2 separate regions of the Ovis aries genome follow, and region 2 is linked to region 1. A link is a contact called in public Hi-C data. All regions are on one chromosome and are shown on one strand. The core of a region is the stretch at or near the end of the contact, and the rest is flanking DNA. Distances in the headings are between cores, read along the strand shown. Region 1 holds the start of CHMP4B (charged multivesicular body protein 4B). Region 2 overlaps CHMP4B (charged multivesicular body protein 4B).

Region 1 (3,279 bases), core at 211-2,710:
TTCCCTTCAGAGGTAAATTCACTAGCTCAAGGTCACACAGCTAGTGACTTGCAGATTTCTCAGTTAAATACTTGTTTGTCAAGCTCCTAAACCCGTCTCACCTTTCCTGCTTCTCAGGGGAAGGGTTGTCATGCTACGGTTCACCCTCCTATTGCCATAACAACGAGAAAAATCAAATATTTCTAAATTGCTTTATAGTTATTAAAGCATTTTTACATTCACCTGACTTAAGAGGAATACAAATCGCTTGCCCAGAAAGCCACACAACAGTAAGTAAAGTGCCTCAGAGCTCAACAGCCCCGCCCAGAACCACAGTAGTGGGGACTGGGGGAGGAGTCAGGGCCAATGGAGGCAAGGAATCCTTATTTCTGGTACACAGGGATCGCGAAGCGGTGAGTCACCGGGTGAAGGCTTGAGCTACGTGAAACTCTGATAAAGCAACAAGAAGTGAATCACAAGAGCTGGAAGGCACTTTAGGCCTACAGAGGACAAACCCTGGCTGATGGATGGGGGAAATGAGGCTCAAGAAGATTAGTAACTTGCTCAAGTTCACTCAGCAAGTGAACAGAGCTGGAACCAGGGAGTTTCCTCTCCCCTAGTTCCCTTTCCTCTCCATCTAGGCTTCTCAAGGAGAATTCTGAAACAGGAGATGGGGAGAGGCCAGGGACAGTTCATGGACTTCACAGAGGAATCGGGAGAGGGCAGGGGTGGGACCAGGAAGGACACAAGTGTTGGGATGGAGGGCTGAAATGAGCCAAGGAGGCGACGGCAGTATCTGAGGGGGGGGGGGGGGGGGGGGAGGGCAGGCAAGAGGGAGGAGGAAAAGGCGGAAGAAAAAGAACAGAGTGAAGGCGGAAGAGGGAGAAGTGCTGTGAAATTAGGGTCTGAAGGGGCCTGGCAGAGAGCGGAGAGCCTGAGACGAGAGGGCTGGGATGACAGTGTGACGATGCAGGGGTCCAAGGCTCCGGGAGACACTGAAGGCAGTCGGATGGGGAGGGGTCCCGGACCCAGAAAGGCAAGGAAGGGAGTCTGACAAGGTAAGAAAGAGTTTCAGGTCCCGAGCAAACACTGGAGCAAGTCTGACGAAGGTGGAGTCCGGCCAAGGGAGTCTGAGGGGGCCCGGCCGACTCACCGCGCTTGTTTTTAGTGCCGTGCTTCTTGGCAGCCGTCAGCTCCTGCTCGATCTTCTTCTCCAGGAATTCCTGCTTCTTACTTAGCATCTCCTCCGTGTCCCGAAGCCTCTGGATGGCCTCCTGGGGGGTCGGGCCGCCCTTGCCGGCCTTACCCCCTCCAGCCCCGAACAGCTTCCCGAACACCGACATGGTTGCTGCTAGCCGCGCCGGCCTACGCCGTCCGCTCCGGCTCGGCTCGGCTCGGGCGCCCGCTCCTCTCCCCGCCGCTCCCTGCCGTCGCAGGCCTCTCCTCACCTCCGCCCCGCAGCTGGGCCCGGCCGCGCCACCTCCCACAGGCCCCCACGCCCGGCCCGGCAGGCGTCAGGGAAACACGCCGCTGACTACAACTCCCGGTAGGCAACGCGCCGGCCGTGCTTCAAAGCTAATGGAAGGAGGCGCGCTGCATGCCGGGAGACTATAGTCTTCCGGCTGAAGACACTCGGCGGCGCGTCTTTTTGGTCTAGCTAGGATCAAAGGGCGGGGTGGCATGCTGGGAAATGTAGTCTCCTTGGAACTAGTTTTGTCGGGGCGGGGGTGGAAAAACAGGAAGAGAAGTAAGAATATTTTATAAAACAGTAATTAACGTTATGCAGTTTCTGTGATCCAAACATTGTGAAGTGCTTTACTTGCATTATCACATTTACTTATCATAAGCTTGTGTGAAATAATACTCTTACTATTTTCAGTTCAGTTCAGTTCAGTTCAGTAGCTTAGTCGTGTCCGACTCTTTGTGACACCATGAACTGCAGCACGCCAGGCCTCCCTGTCCATCACCAACTCCCGGAGGCCACCCAAACCCATGTCCATTGTGTCGGTCATGCCATCCAACCATCTCATCCTCTGTCGTCCCCTCCTCCTGCCCTCAATCTTTCCCAGCATCAGGGTCTTTTCAAATGAGTCAGCTCTCCGCATCAGGTGGCCAAAGTATTGGGGTTTCAGCTTCAACATCAGTCCCTCCAATGAACACCTAGGACTGATCTCCTTTAGGACTTACTATTTTGTAGGTAACAGCGATGGCATCCCACTCCAGTACTCTTGCCTGGAAAATCCCATGGACTGAGGAGCCTGGTAGGCTGCGGTCCATGGGGTCGGGAAGAGTCGGACTGGACTGAGCAACTTCACTTTCACTTTTCACTTTCATGCGTTGGAGAAGGAAATGGCAACCCACTCCAGTGTTCTTGCCCCGAGAATCCCAGGGACGGTGGAACCTGGTGGGCTGCCATCTATGGGGTCACACAGAGTTGGACACAACTGAAGCGACTTAGCAGCAGCAGCAGCAGCAGCAGCAGCAGCAGCAGCAGCAGCAGCAGCAGCAGCAGCAAGACTCAGGTTTCCCTGGTGGCTCAGTAGTAAAGAATCCACCTGCTAAACAAGAGACACAGGCTGATCACTAGTTAGAGAAGATCCCCTGGAGGAGGAAATGGCAGCCTACTCCAGCATTCTTGCCTGGAGAATCCCATGGACAGAGGATCCTGGTGGGCTACGGTCCAAGGGGTTCGCAAAACTTTGGGTACAACTTAGCAACTGAACAGTAACAACCAAGACTCAGAAATTGAGTGACTGACTAGCTTAACTTACTAGCCATGTCTTCACATATGCTGTTCCTCTACCTGCAATGCCTTTCTGTGCTTTATTCACCTAACTGATTCTTTGAAACCTAGCAGAGGCTAACAGCAAAGCTGGACTGCAAAGGTTCAGAACCCTCCTTGAATACTTACTTGGACACGTTACCTCCCTTCCTCTGTGTGCGTCCCTTTCCAAAACTGTTAACTGGAGATAACAGGACCACCTCTGAGCTTGTGTAAGATAGGGAGTTATAGGCCTCGCACAGTAGGTGCTCAGAAATGTGTATTTTATTCTAGGTCATTATTATGCACAATAGCAATTAAACCAGGAGAAGACTCAAAACTTTCAAAAGTAGCAGAAGTATTGAGGGTTGTTTTTATTTTATTTTTTTGCCCGTTCATTACAAAGGCCAACTATGTTATGGGTTCACATATCATTATTTTCCTTTGTCTTTTGCTGTCAAGAATCACTTCTCTGTCTATTAGCAGTGAGTCTAGTAGCCAATATTTCCCTCAAGCCCACCAATCTAATTTGTTGCTTC
Region 2 (3,279 bases), core at 330-2,829, 39 kb before region 1:
CTGAGCACCTGCACCTTCTGCTAGTACTAAGCCATGCCTGCCAAGTAATTATCTCACAACAGCAACCCTCTAAAGTAGAAATGACCACTGTTTATCAGAGGAGGAGACAGGTTCAGAGAGGTAATTCAGGGTTACCAGGTGGTAGTCGGCAGAGAGTAGATTAAGCCAGGTATGGAACTCCACAGTCATGGGCTCCCACGCTAACTGCTATGCCCCCCCAACTGAACAAACCAGGCAGGATCTTGCCACGGAGGCACAGTCCAGTCTAGTAGGGAGTGTCAAGGGAACTGTAGGATCACAGAAGAAGGAACACAAACCCAGTCATGTCATTCCTTTGCTTAAGAACCCTCAACCGCTCCCTCTGCCCGCAGGACAAAGCCTCTGAGTGGTTTAACGAGGCCGGCAATGGACTTGGATGCTCGCCTTGAACCAGGTTCTGGAAGCCCCAGCCCCAAGTTCGGATCCCTTTGCCACTGACCATCGAGGCACAGGGATGATACCCGAGGAGAGTCCTGTTGTACAAGTGGTCAGGGCCTGGCGTTGCTTCCTCCTGACTCCCCGGTGCTGAAACTGATTCAGACACACCCCAATCAACAAGCGATTCTTGAACCTTCTCAGGTCAACACTCCACACGCGCCCCCTTCCCAGGCCCTCCTCAGCCGCCCTCACTACCCTCGCATAGCCCAGCCTAGAACTTGTTCATCAGTTGAGATTTAACAGGTGTTCTGAGCGCCTGCTGCGTAATACCATCCGCTTCCTCATTTAATCCTCCCGCAAAGTCCTGGGGCACAGATCAGACAGATCAGAAAGGTGGAGTGGCTCAACCGCGTCAGCCGGCTGGTATGAGAGGAGCAGAGGGCTCAACTACTGGCCTGTGGGAACCCCCAGGCCCCTGCTTCCCACACAGCCTCCGGACGATGCTAAGTGATACAGGGACAGATCTTAAGAACAAACAGCGAGATGACATCTGCCCTGCTTCTCAGTGTCCTGAGTACAGTAGGAGCCGTGATTTTACAGTCAGCTGCGTTCTGACTTTTAAAACCAAATTTATTCTTTCCCTGTTAACATCACAGCATATTTAGAACTGCTTTACCTTTTTCTCTAATACATTTTCAATTGGCAGGGACTCCTTGCAAGCCAGTCTTCCATTTCTCTGATCTGCACCCCACTGCTAAAATCTCCTAGGCAATAAATTATCTGGAAGCAAATACCCAAACATATCAGGGGGGTAAGCCAGAGACCCCCACGAATGAAATAATGTTTGTATTATGCATCTTTACAAGCCATCATCCAGCATAATGCCTGGTGCACACACTGCTTAATTATATTAAACTGAATCTCCAATTTCATCTATTTTAAGTTCTTCATATATTCTCTGCAGGGTTCCTCATGTGGGGTACACCCGTATTTTATCTCCTGTGAACCTCTGACTGAACAGAGAAAAGATAACATCTCACTGAAACAGTGGCTAAAACAGTCATCTGGCAGGATTCTTTCCTGCATTTGTCCTGACCCATGAAACAGGAACTTTGGCAAGTGCCTGCCCTAACCCTTCTGTCTTTGCCAAGAGGTGTGCCCTGAAAGGAGGAAACGGTTCTGAGCTAGAAGCCTCTAGGGCTCCCCCTCAAACCTGCAGCGTTCGCAGGATCTCTTCGCCTCTTTGCACAGAAATCTCCAAAATGGTTTCTGGCAGAGACAGTCCATTTTTTCACCCTAACCTAACTCCTGTTCCATTTCTCAACTAGTTGAGAACCCTAAAAAGAAAGGGTATGTGATTAATTTCCCCCTCCATACGTGGTTCACCAGCAGAGTAACCTTGAAATGAGACATGGGGCCAGTCTTTGGGCTGCAAGACTATGTGTAAACATAAATATTCACAGCACTTGACCCAGCCCTCCTTCACCATCTACCCCATGTCTAAACGTGTGGCACGGTGATGAAGTATAACTCAGGGCAAAATAAATGAGTAGCATGCCACACTTCCTGCACACCGCTCCACTTCAAGTAAGCATTCTCCACTCCAAGCTTATTGCTGACCACAAAAATTTGCTTCTATAGAGCAAAAGCCTAAAGGGTCAGACTCAATGTTTTACATATGTCTTGCCTTACTTACACTTCTCCAAAATTCCTGAGTTAAAAAAACAAGTACTGAGTTCTCATTATGAGGTTTTAAAAAATGTAATCATGTGAGGTAATGCACATTAACTAAGTGTATTTTGATAATTATTTCACAATATACACATATATTAAACCATTAGGTTGTGCACCTAAAAATAACAATGTTATATGTCAATTGTATCTCAATAAAACTGGGGTAAAAGGGGAAAAAAGGATAAAAACAAGTACGGGGAGTTGTTAAGGTTAACATCCAAACCAAATATTCAAAGAAGAGGTGTCCAAATAGACCCCTTTTCTGCCAAAGAACCCCCACCCCATGTCATTTATAAACACGATGCTTTAATGACTGAAATCTAACCCAGGCCAACAGAAGTTTAAAAGGCTGCTTTTAGCTGGAAAAAAATAGTCCTTGGAATCTCCATATTTAATTATGCCTTTGCTGGTTCCAAGAGAGTAATTACAGCAGCAATTACAGAATCTAATAACCAGCTTTATTGGCTCTGAAAGCTGAAGCAAAAACAACTCCAACCATGTTGAAATAAACATTGGTCTCCAGACAGTTGCTTCATTAGACACTCTAAAGACAGCTATTTGAAGAAAAAATACAGAAGAGATACCCAAAGAAGCACAGATCAGTGGAAAAGGCATTCACCCAGGACAAGAAAGTCCTTCTGCAAGGTATCTGTTAGTGACTGGACAGAAACCACTTTCAAAGAACACATCAGTTCAACACAACTACCAGGTGGGATGCTCCTTTCTCCTCAACAAAGGCAGACACAACTTCTCTTTGAAGAGCTGCCGAGGAGGGAAAGTCTGTCTGCCCTGATCTGGGGGCATTCAGAACAGGGGCCATTAGCCCCTGGTATCTCAACAGATGCTAAGATGTCATAACTGTATACTAATGACTGAGATTAGTACACTGAGATTCAGGCATTGGGGAGAAGGAGGGTATGGTGACATCCTCTCACTGAATGAATGATGATGTTTAGAGTCCTTTCAAAGACTCAAGATTCTACAACTGAATTCATGCAGCAGAAGGTCCAGGAGCTGGGAGAGGAGGAGAGGGCTGGTCCTTGCCCACTCTCAGCAGGAACTACACAGAAAACACAAACATAAAACGTTAGCTACACACATAATGCTAAGTGAGAATTCTGAAGAACC

Evidence for each region. A called contact is a pair of places that touch in the nucleus more often than the background predicts.
Region 2: a Hi-C map of mixed tissues shows a contact between it and region 1, with 1.9 times the contacts expected there. The contact joins the enhancer-like site here to the promoter of CHMP4B in region 1. A contact is called at or near these places in 7 of 16 Hi-C or Micro-C datasets (hypothalamus, liver, mesenteric adipose tissue and 4 more).

Annotation. Positions count from the first base shown.
Region 1 is chr13:63,236,345-63,239,623 of ARS-UI_Ramb_v3.0, reverse strand. CHMP4B (charged multivesicular body protein 4B) reads right to left here and starts at 1,460. Exons shown (of 5, transcript XM_004014502.4): 1 at 1,133-1,460. The coding sequence starts at 1,322. LOC105606908 (a long non-coding RNA gene) reads left to right here and starts at 843. Exons shown (of 3, transcript XR_001044681.4): 1 at 843-1,037.
Region 2 is chr13:63,275,506-63,278,784 of ARS-UI_Ramb_v3.0, reverse strand. The region is part of intron 1 of CHMP4B (charged multivesicular body protein 4B); the gene reads right to left. Among named protein-coding and RNA genes, the nearest start is that of CHMP4B, 39 kb to the right of the region's middle. Within about 2 kb of position 1,579, at least 4 of the 54 cell types and tissues checked have an H3K27ac peak or open chromatin away from gene starts, as enhancers often do.